Linked DNA regions of Hordeum vulgare: region 1 is linked to region 2. A link is a contact called in public Hi-C data. All regions are on one chromosome and are shown on one strand. The core of a region is the stretch at or near the end of the contact, and the rest is flanking DNA. Distances in the headings are between cores, read along the strand shown.

Region 1 (6,558 bases), core at 450-2,949, 760 kb after region 2:
ACAATCCATCTTACAACAGATGGTTTCATCCAGCCTGGCCTCTTTTCACGCTCGTCGAGTCTTCCTTGTTGAATTTCAGTCTCCCATTTATTCCACGTTCTCATCTACAAGTGCTTACCCTAGATGTGTTACCTTCAATATCATATCACGTGAAACACGTATTCATCCCAAGTAATAATAGTTATACCTTAGCTCCACCGAGTAACAGCGTTGTAACACAGAACAAAACATGCACCACACCAAGTACAAAGATAAAGATGTGCAGCTGATGCAGAGCCTCTTCAGATAGCATGGGAACTTCACCCTGGGCAAGAATGATGTTTCAGAATGACCAATCTGGCAAATATTCTTTACGATTCTTGGGACTGGCAATGTCTACCAATTATCATTAAACACACGTGATTATGTTTTGCTACTCAAAATATCACATCAACGGTACTATCAAAGGAAAATAGTAGACACTGAAGCCACAACCAGATATTTAGGTAATAAATGAACGGCACTAAACTTGACGGCAGCACAATCTTCACAGTTCATGGCCTACCTTTCTCTTGCAGAGTTTGGCAGCACCTTCTCTGGCTTTGGACTCTTCAATGCATGGAAGCATGATCCGTGCAGCACTCTCCGGGATGCAAATGCGATTGATGAGATTTTGACAGACGCTTAGTAGGAAAGAAATGAAACCCAGAATCATCAATTCTGCACAAGTAACCAATGAACAGATTAGGCAAGGCGAACAGACAGTTTTATACGGAAAGAATGAACTGGTACGAGACATTCTGCTTTGTGTGTCAAGGAATTTTTTGTTGGTTGGTATCTGATGCTTCTTTCCATATTGATTACAATCAGCTCAGCTATTGCAGTCTTAATCAGGAAACAACTAGCACATGTACAGATCATCAGCAGATCTGTACCTTCGGGTTCTAGTAGCCACCGTGCTTGAGATAATCGAGGTGAACGCTTGCCGTGATATCGAGCATATAAAAAGAAGTTGTGCAGCAATCTAACTAAATCCTAGGATAACGCTCCTACCTTCTTTGACTCTCTGCAGGGCTGAGAATAGTGCTTCTTGGCCATTGAATTTGAGCACCTGCAGAGAGATAGGTTTCTTATTACATATAGCATATACTATCATCGAAAACTTCAACCAACATAAAATAATGTGGGGACATACGCAGAACAGGAAGACTAAATATTACTGTAGAGATCATAACAGGAATGCGAAACAGATAGGTAGGGAGGGAGCAGGTCGGGGGTGCCGTGCCTTGCCGAGGCGGTGGAGCAGGCGCTCGGCGGCGAGGGAGATGGCGACGATGATGAGGCATACGGAGGCGACCACCCACGTCGGCGTGAGCGCCAGCGACTGCTCCTCCTCCTCTCCCTGCCCCATCTCCTCCTCTCCCGCCTTGCCGATTCGAAGCCGCTACCCGCACCATGTGGCTGATATAGGAGGATGCAGGCGCGGCGGTGGTGGGGCATCACGGGCTCACGGCACTGCAGCAGCGACCGGTGCGACGGCCCCCTCCACGCGCCGGATCTGCGGCGGGGAGCCGGGGACAGCGCCCCGGAGGATCCCAGAATCCCAGGCCCCGCCATGAGAGAGAGCGGGCGCCGCACGTGAACGTGCCCTCGGGGCGCTCTCGACTCAGTCGCTGTCGTCCCCCGCGAGGCGCCAGGCCCCGCTTCCCTTTCGAGTTTTGTTCCCGCCTGTGGAACTCGTGAGCGGCCAGCGCCTTTCACGGCTTCGACGGCGTGAGCGGGAGGAAGGTGCCAAGGAAAAAAAAAAAGGATTGGCGTGCAATGGACTCTGTTTGTTTGGGGGGGCGGTGGGCTGTACCGACGTGGACGCTGGCCCTGCCGGGAACGCGAAAAATCAAAACCATGCGCGCACGTGTCCCGTCAGGTATATCAAAATGTTGTTACCAAAAAAAGGTATATCAAAATGTTTGGATAGCCTAAAAACAAATCGAAATGTTTGGAGGGGGAATCGCCTTGGTGGTGATAGATAGATGGAGACAGCGAACCGTCGACGTCCCGGGGATTTTGTGGCTCGTGTGACGTTGTCTTTGCCTACGCGCACGGCAGGCCATGTGAAAAACTATTTTTCAAAAGGTTTCTGCATTTACATGATGCACGTAATTATTTTATTAATTATATATAAAATTATAAAATAGTATATCAGTAGGCCTGTTAAAAGGGGAGATTTTTACTTTTTAGCCTCTGCATCAAGTAAGGATGCATACAGTTAATTTAGTATCAAGATTTTCTTTATGAATGGTTTCACCCCGGCCATGTGAAAAACCTATGTTCTGTTCTCCATGTCAATGAACCTCCAGATTTATTTGTGGTTAAACTTTTGTGTTGCGTACTATGTTCTGTTGAATTAGTTGCATGTGGTTTGGATTTGATAGATTTTTCAGATTATTACATCGTTGAATTGATTTTATTTGTTGAGCTTACCAAAAAATTGTTGATATAGCGAACTGAGCATGGTTTAAATGGTTAGATTCTTTAAGGTAAAACCAACTCGGTTGTGTTTACTATATTTAATACGATGCTCGTATTTTTTGAATTTTATATTAGACTTTCAAGCAATGTTTCTTTAGTGAGAGACGACATTATCGTTGATTAGTCTATGAAGACTTCGTCAATCTTAAGATTTATCGGTTGGTCTTTTGAAAGAGCTCACACGAGCAACGTGAATATTGCCGATATACAAAGAAAGTGATCTGTAACTTTCACTGAAATGCTAAATGCAAATGGTTCTTTTCAGCTAACATTTTGATATTCGGCTAGTGAAAAGGACATAACCTGTATGTGGAGCAGATTTTCTACGACACTATGAACAATTTTTTGTAGAGCATATCCTTAACTACAAAAATTTTGACAGGCAGATCAAGAATTCTATCATCTTTGCTTTCACATATGTGATTGTCGTGTCGATAAATGCAAACCGGCTACTCATTATTCACCCCACATGGTTCTCGATCTTTATGCATGAAATATGGAAGTATCTAAATCTCCGAAACATGGAGACCCACATGTATATATTGATAGGTTGTAGCGTACAGGGTTGGAGGCACCTTAGCTAACCACCGGAGAAAATACGGGTCAAAGGGATAAGAGAAGGAGAAGAATAAAACATATATCTCCTAACTAATCTAACCTCATAGCAGACCTAACTTGAGACACAAGGTTGCGCCCTATACATAGTACAATGTGACAAAATGACATGTTTAACACCCTTCCTTAATCCGAACTTCGCAAATTTAGATTACGCTTAAACTCTTCAAACGATCTTGTGGGCAAAGCCTTTGTAAATCTGTCTACAACTTGATCTTTTGAGGGAACAAACTGAATCTCCAACTTCTTGTTAGCAACCCTTTATCGGACAAAGTGGTAATCAATTTCCATATATTTCATTCTTGCATGAAAAGAGGATTAGCAGAAAGATATGTGGCATCAAGATTGTCACACCCAACCTTGCTCAAAAAATCAGTTGCCTATTTTTCCTGAGAGAGATGAAGACCACCTTTTGTGGTTCTCTTGACATCAATACCAAGAAAGGAGTGAAGATCACCTAGATCCTTGAGAGCAAAATTAGAGTGCAAATCATGCAAAATAGTTGTTACTGTCTCATTGGAGGAGTTGGTGACAATGATTTCATCCACATAAATGAGCACAAAGATAATTGTGTGTGACTTATTGTAAATGAAGAGGGATGTATCAGATTTGGAAGGACTAAAGCCAAGTGTTTGCAATTTGGAGCTCAACCGAGAGTACCATGCCCGTGGAGCTTGTTTCAAACCATAGCCTGTAGATATGAGATGGTTTGTTTTTATCCTCAAACCCAGGAGGTTGGTTAATATACACTTCCTCTTCCAGAACACCGTGAAAAAACACATTATGCACATCTAGCTAGAGGAAATTCCAATATCTGGAAACAACAATGGACAGAACGAGATGAATGGTGGCAGCTTTAACAACAGGACTAGAAGTATCCTCATAATAGAGTCCATACCTCTGTTTAAACCCCTTGGCCACAAGTATGGCTTTATAGCGATCAATGATTCCATCAGACTGTCGTTTGATGCAATAGGCCCACTTGCAATCAATCACATTTTTGCCTGACATGACATGAACAAGATGCCAAGTGTGATTTTTTAAGAGCATGAAACTCATCACCCATAGCCTTTTTCCATCCTGGATCAGTGATGGCCTCACTGATAGTGTGTGGTTCTCCTGAGAAAACAGATGCAGCAACTAAACCATATTTATTTTTATAATTAACAAGTTGAATAGTGCATGCACAAAGACGCGTGCGAGGTGGCTTTGTCATGAGCTCAAAGGATCCGGGCTAAGCTGCAGCTCGATGTACAGTAGATGCCAATCCCGAAGCTGCAGGATCACCTGGGCGGGTCGGATCTTCTATGGTGGGATGTGTTGATGGCGGCAGAGGAGAGACCACAAAAGATACAGACGTGTGGGGCGGACGAGGCGTATCAACATCAGATCCCACATCGGGTCCAGTTGGCGTGTCGACACACGACGACGAGGTCCTCCTGGCGAAGACGCATGGGACCGACGCAAAGTGTTTGGAAACATTGCATGAGAAACAAAAAAAAATCATACGCTCACCAAGATCAATCTAGGAGATGAACATCTACGAGAGGAGATATTGTATTTACATATCCTTGTAGATCGCTTAGTGGAAGCGTTAAAGGACACGGTTGATGTAGTGGAACGTCTTCGCGATCCAATCACGATCCATTCCACGAACTCCCGATCAAGCGCCAAAGAGACGGCACCTCCGTGTTCAGCACACCTACAATTCGATGACGTCCCCGCCTCCTCGATCTAGCAATCGAGGGCAGAGTGGTTGATGAGTTCCCCGGCTGAGCGACGGCATGACGTTGGTGGTGGTGTAGCTGTCCCGGCAGGGCTTCGCCAAGCACTACCGAAACAATCTAGAGGAGAAACACATCTAGAGGGAGAGAGAGGCATCCCTTGGCTTTTTCAGGTGGTGTTGCCCGCTCTCCCCTTAAGTATGTATAGGGGAAGGGGTGGAGGCGCCCATCCCTAGGGTTTCCCCTTTTGGGGCGGCGACCAAGGGTGGAGGCATCCTAGAGGTGGATTACTGATGATGAGATGATGTATATACATCTCGCACCTTGTTGATTACCCCAAGTGGAAGGTTGAGATGTAGTCAGCAGCAAGTTTTCCTTCACACGGGAATTGTAAGGTTTATCGAACCAAGAGGACTCCTAGGATCAACAAGTAGGTGTCTCCCACCCTGGCGCTAACAGAAGACGTGAACCTGCACACACACCAAATAACTTTGCTCCCAACGAGTACAGAGAGGTTGTAAATCTCTCCGGTCTTGTAGTTTGCAAAGGATCAGAACACGGCGGGAATAGTAATAATTATTGCAACAAAAAAGTAAATGAAAACTGTAAATGATGGAGGTGTAAACAATGATGGTGATATGGACCGGAGTCACATGATGTTCACTAGTGATGTCTCTCTCTCAAAATACGATAAACAACTATGCTTGGGTAAACAAATCACACTTGGGCAATTCACAGAATTATGAACGCACCGCAATGCTAATTATGCTACTTGATAGTTAGAGGTTCAATAGTAATGGGCAGTACGCCAAGACAAGTAGACCGTTTATTCATCAGCATCTACTTACTAATCGTCCACCTTGAGATATCTATCCAGAACATCTCGCTGGTATTAAGTTGCGAGCCTCACCCAAAGTGTAAACTCAAAGCAATGGACCACTGCATTAACGAACTATGCGTAAGGTAAACAATCCTTGCAACCATGGTCACAAGCACCGTTGTTTTCTCCCTGGTGGCAACAGCACATCCCCTAGTCTCATGTTTCTGTCACTCAAGCTAGACATCGAGGGACATGAACCCACAATCATGCATAACGCTCCCTCTTGGACTTACAATCTACTACTCGGGCAAAGCAATAAATAGCAACAGAGAACATGCATGAATCACTAAGGAACATAATATAAAAGGATAATCAAATATATAACTCATAACAATCTGAACATAATCTCATAATCCATCGGATCCCAACAAACTGAGCATAACAATACCAAGAGAATTACATAGATGCCTTGATCATGTAGGGCATCTCACAAGGACTAACCATTGAAGCACAAGATTGGAGAGAAGACATCACATAGCTACTGGTCATGGACCCATGGTCCAAGGAGGACTACCCACGTCACATCCGGGAAGCGTCCATGGCGATGGAGAAGCTCCCGGAGGTCAATCCTCCCTCCGGTAGGGTGCCGGGAAGAGGTCTCCTGACGCTCCCGATCTCAGAAGCACTACGGCGGCGGAACGATGGAGAAATTCGCGATTCTGGAAGTTGTGTAAGGGTTTCCTCTCGGGACTCTAAATATAGGCCAAAGGAGGGCCCCGGAGGAGGTGGGGCCCACCCAGGCAGCCTCCTGGCACGACCTAGGGCCTGGCCGCGCCAGCAGGTCTCCTGGGAAGCCCCTGGCCCCGTGTGGTCCATCTTCGGTGATGTGGA
Region 2 (5,899 bases), core at 2,170-4,669:
GTAGAATTTGCTTGTATAATTTAGTTTTTTAATAGAATAGACAATTTTAGGTAGCAAACAGTTTTTTAATACAATCGCATGTAGAAATTTTGAGGTATATGAATGTATTGGAATGGTATATGAGAAATTTTTAGGTATCAAATCTAGTAATAGAATTTTTTAGTAAAAGACATTTAGGTATATAATTTTTTAGTAAAATTCTAGCTATAGAATTTATTTAGTAATTATTTTTCAATATAAAAATGTATTGGACAATTTAATTATATGTATGTCATTATCACTTTGTCATCAAAGAATGCTATGTTTCATTGTTGGACATGTCTACGATTTTGGAGGAAACATCTCCGGATGGCCTATTTTTACCAGAATCTTGATTCATTTTCATTCTGACAAATTTCAGGCGCTTGATATGTCCTATTTTTAGAAAAAGGTCATGTCAAAAATTTCCGTGGATTTTGGCGTTAATTTTGCTATAAAGTAGGAAATACCGAGTGCCCGTGATATGCTGGAACAAGAATTGAACGACATTCCGGCAAAACATAGGCCAGTCTTATGTCATTATCAAATAAATGTAATGTTAACTGATTAATGTTTATAGGGTACACTTTTAATTTGTTGGAGCTTCTTGTGTGACTTTCAGTGTGTTCTTGATGGAGGAATCTCGAATGTTGTAGTGAGGGTGCTTCCTTATCCTTTTCTCTTGATATATACCTTGGTATAATACAGGAGAGGGAAAGGAAGTAACCATCACCGACGGTCGAGATATCAGAGATGAAGAATCATGACTATTGTTGTGGGGGTCGCTTCCTCCTTCTTCCCCATGTGCTAGACATTTTGGTAATGCACGCGGGGATGAAGGGAGAAGCGACCATCACCAATGGTCGAAATATTAGTGTGAGGGAGAGTCCACCACATACACCACCATATCAATATGAGGGAGTGCGCATCATATACACCATGAGATATGAGAGTTTTTCAAAGAAGCCTCGATAGACCAAAAGTCAACCCATGCTGAATAGTTCGTCGTATAATTGATTTTGATTTTTAATCTTTGAATCACGATCACATGAAATGTCTGACAACGAGAGGATCCCTGAGTGCAATTGGTGCACCGACGACAGGAGTATATGCGACCGTTATCCTCACCTAGACAACAGTACGTCCTTCAGTGTCAACCTAAAGGAGGACTTCAAAATTATTATGGTATGTATTTTTTTGTAATGAAGCATGATGTATGCTTTTTTGCTTTAATTAAACTGTAATTTTCTTTTGTATAATTCAAATAGTGCATTCCCTGCCATGCAAGACTCCATGTCTTGGACAAGCTCCATTTTCAAGATAGGGAGAGTACACAGACTAAGAGAGCTCACCTAAAAACGTACCTTTTCACTTTTGATGTTAAGCTAGAAAATGTAGTACATCAAACATATTTTGGTTGTTTCACTTGGAGAGCATTATGCAAGGCATACGGGTTTCAAGAGGACATGCAAATAACCTTCGATCTTGGTCATGACGATGATCGTGCAAATAATATCTAAATTTTGGTGCATGTGGATCACTTGATTTCAGTTCTACCTTCATGTGAGTTTGTCAACAAATCTGCTAGGTAATTTATATTTTTTATTGAAAAATATTTGGTACTTATTATGACTAAACTTGCTTATTTTTAATTGTGAGCTTATTTCTCTTCTCCAAAAAATACATGTTAGATAGTAGAGCAAACCTACTACAGTCGTGGCTCTGAGCTTACTTGGTTGGAGAATAAATCATCTAATCTCATTTATTCACGATGTTGAGCATTTAAGAACAATTACATGATTGGCGAAAGTTATACCGAATACGTGCCACCAGTGCACGAGTTGAACCATTTTAACATCACTTCTGACATCTTTGTAAGTTTTTTTACTATTGTGTCACTAGTTCATCTTTTGCATACATTTTATTAAGCAAAACTAGTTTGCTAACTATATTATTATTAATTATGTTCTTCAACAGGTACTCCCGCCGAAGACTATTCCTAGTGTGATGTTTACCAAATGTGATTTGAAGATGGCTAGCTTACGACCAATGTCGATGAGTTACCCAGGTAGATACACGATATCTCAAAAGGAGGAAACCCTGGAAATCAAAGCATGGAGCAACGCAATAAAAGCACGCAGGCAATCACTTGCCATAGACTATAAGGATGTGTGCATCCCACAAGTTGAAGGTAGGTTGGTCTATATTCTTCAATAGGGAGATGCATGAATTTATTTTTAATGCTATTTTACCTATGAGAGAGTAGTAGGTTGTAGCTTATAGTCATTATGTGCTAGAATAATGATGAGTTATTTAACTAGTATGATGACAGTTAGTTTGTGTTGGTAACTTATGATATGCTAGATGATGAGTTATGATATTATAATGACAAGTTGTGATAATGGCGAGTTATTATATTATCCGATGTAAAATACATGGATTAGATTATATTTGATGGATCCAATTAATCAAGTCTGTCACAACATCATATCATCCTACTAATCCGACTTGGTCGAGCCATCACAACATCATATCGTCCTACTAATCTGACTTGATTAATTGGATCCATGCAATTTATTCTAACCATCATTGTTTCATTCAATACCTTTTCATTGCTTTCCTAAAATCTTGGATAACGATGCAAAAAAATATAAATACGTAGTAATAGTAAGGCGTTGGATAGAAACAAACGCTACTGCTATCAGAATTAGTAGTAACACTGTTTATAAAACGCGTTACTGCTAAATATTAGTTGTAGCGCTCACAACTGCGTTACAGGTAGGCAAAAACCAACACTACTAATAACGTTTTCTTAGTAATGCCATGCAATACTTATCTCGTTTTTATTTTTATTTATAATAAGAAGACATTTAAGATCCAAAATCACATGGTTGAAAACTGAAGTAAAACAAATGTTTTTTCAGGTGAAGTAAACAAAAGTTGAAAAGAGATTTAGCAGAGGATGAGAAGAGATAAAAAAAGGAAAGGAAGAAATAGAACTTAGTTGTCTTTTTTCTAGCACACATGTCAGTGTAGCTTAGAGCATGGTTAATAGTACAGTCAGCTGCTGATTATATGATGCTGACACGTCATCTATAGCCAAGCTTATAGCCCGCAAATATAATAGGTAAATGTAAATAAGTACTATTTTATTGATACAAGGACCACCATCCTCTCTCACAAAGTGTTTAGGAGCACGTGTTACAGCCGGCTGTTAGTTTGTAGCCCGCTTCTTTTCTCTCTCCTCTTCTCTTTCTTTCAACTCATCACAAATATATTATTTTAAATCTTACAGCCGGTTTATGTCATCCTATTGTACTTGCTCTTAGAGAGCGGTAGAGCCCTAGACAGGCTCCGCAGCCCGGCCCAACCAGCTAAAGAACCAGTTACTACTTTGGTTCCCACTAGGTCGGACCCGCTTGTCGGTCAGTAGGCACGAGCGGAGCACCGAGAAGGCGAGAACTAACCGAGCAGGCGCGCAGCACATCATCTGCCTCACCGCCGGCGGCGGCGGCATGGGGATGGGCGGTCGAGGTGTGGTTGGCGACAGGTGGTCGCAGCGCGTCCTCTGGATATGCGCCATCGGCAGCGCCGTGAGTAAGCACCTGAACCAAAACCCTAAACCTTGGCGCTCCCTTACATCCCAGTCTCCGCGTGCCCCTGGTTGCTCCTTGTCGCGATCTGATCCGATGGTTGCCGCTTTGCAGGCCTGTACTTCGTGGCGGTGGAGAGGCAGGCGCAGAACCGCGCGCGGGCGGTCTCCGAGGGCTTCAAGGGTCTGGACGGCGCAGGCGGAGGCGGCAGCCGTGGCGGGGAGGACGTGTGACTTTCGCGGCGCCGAGGTGAAAGGGCGTGTAGAGATGTGCCTTTCTGCTCGAAGCCTGAGACAAGTTAGATTTCGCTTATCTGCTGCTTGTTCACAAGATTCATAGAATCGTTGCAATAAGAATGTACTGCTAATTGCCCCCTGTGTTGAGATTTATCAATGTTTGGGGAGCAAGAATTGGTATCTGACGACATGGTTGTTTTGTATGAAATGTGAGTTGGAAAGTTCAGTTTATGCTTCGTTTCCTAACTGTGGCTCCTGGATGTAGTGAACTTGTAGAACCTGGTCTAAAAAAAAAACAATGAAGTATATAAGCAAATGAGAAAGTTCTCGTTTAGGTAATTCATAGACACAGGCTTCAGTTCCTGTATTTGCCATACTGTGATACTATGTTTTACTTTTATCTAAAATGAGCCACTGTCTTTTAGGATTTTTGTGTCTGTGCATTCCTAGGTTGGGAAACTGAAAGGTAAACTAGGAGATGATCAACTTAAAATGAACGTAATGGCTGGTTGGCCGCTCAGCGAACACTACATCCTTTTCCTGCCTCAGTACCAATACTTGCTGCACATCATTTCTTGACTGCTTTTGATCCTAGTGGGCACTGGGTCACAGGCTCTAGTTATACTGATGATGTCTATCAAATATGGAATAGTCCACCAACGCATCATACGTTGATTTCCTGCAGTTCTTTCTTCTTCCCTGCTTCTCTTTTACCCCTACTGAATGATAAGCTACTGCAAGTAGGGTTTGCATGCTTGAATCATTTTCTGTCCGTATGTATTGTTGAGTTCAAGCAGGGAGAAAATGGAATAATCCAGTGCCAGTGTATTGGATTGTCTCTTCTTTTTCTATGGTCAACTTAGTGCTGATTGGATTCATGATTTTTAAGTTTGGTGACTCTTTTGCCCCGTAGAAGATAAGAAGAAAACAGTTGTAAATGTTTGTGTAAGTGAAAATTGATCCCAATTCCTGTCCATTGTAGTCAAAGCAGTCCAGCGACTAATTTATTAATAGGTTCCTGGCAGTCATTAATTTGGCTAGTGCATCATGGTATCTACTGATTTATTGGATGTGCATGGTGCGGTAATTCTATATAATTGTTGACACCTCTACATTGTACCAGTTTAGAGAATAATGGCATCTACAGCCTCAATGCATCACTAACTGGAAATGGATACTTAAGCGAAATTTCTGCTATTATTCTTTTGACAGAACAATAGATCTGAACATGAGCCTGAAAATGGGGCTCACTTTAGCAGATAATTGGTTTAATGGTTTTGTCCCTTATACATGCTGTATAGTGAAAGATTTGGCAGTTCATAATGCAATTAAACACTGCCTGACCTCTGATTGCAATCTTTTAACGTGCTGTGATGATCCGTCTGCCATCCACCTCCCCCTTCACCAAAAGTAACTCCGTGACTGGTGGTGTCATCTCCATGATTTTCACCATCTTGTTCTAGGATTTGCAAAATATGCCTTATGATTGATTTCTCATTTGGCCATTTCTAAGTTGCCGTACAATGTTGTTTTTTTGGACATGGATTTGTATGGTGAATCATGTGCCACATGATTAGATTTATATTAGTTCCGTAGAATGCGTGGATATTCAGCTAGTACGACTAATTGTGAGCTATGAGGAGATATTAGTTTGTCGTTTGTTTCTGACCATAACAATATAACTAAATCAAATGAGAATGCAGATGATCATTATCTTATTGCTAAGGCGCTTTTTTTCCAGTATATTCTCGATTACTGAATGCATATATATCATAATTTCAATATATCGAGTACATAGAAGATTGAATCTCATCATAATAAAATCCCCTGCCCAGATATATTAATATGCGTAAAAATGAATATCCATCAACATTTGTCTGTTTAATGATTACTGTTATCCTACATCTGCATATACATTTCATTTCATCAGATGTTCACATGAAAGCTCACACCATCAAGTTGCAGTGCTTTGTACCATCGGCAAGACTCAAAAATAGATTCATTTTGTCTTGCACTGAAATATGTACTCCCTCCGTGTACTAAATCAAAGAC

What was found. Hi-C and Micro-C count contacts between places; a contact is called where the count stands out from the background.
Region 1: a contact with region 2 is called in a Hi-C map of seedling, with 2.7 times the contacts expected there. The contact joins the promoter of LOC123403394 here to the promoter of LOC123401638 in region 2. A contact is called at or near these places in 2 of 6 Hi-C or Micro-C datasets (leaf and seedling).

What each region holds. Positions count from the first base shown.
Region 1 is chr6H:147,019,114-147,025,671 of MorexV3_pseudomolecules_assembly, forward strand. LOC123403394 (MLO-like protein 13) reads right to left here and starts at 1,700. Exons shown (of 13, transcript XM_045097330.1): 1 at 1,265-1,700; 2 at 1,033-1,090; 3 at 545-699; 4 at 188-304; 5 at 3-104. The coding sequence starts at 1,390.
Region 2 is chr6H:146,262,124-146,268,022 of MorexV3_pseudomolecules_assembly, forward strand. It overlaps LOC123401638, which reads left to right and starts at 3,420. Exons shown (of 2, transcript XM_045095479.1): 1 at 3,420-3,615; 2 at 3,726-4,078. The coding sequence starts at 3,534. The coding sequence ends at 3,844.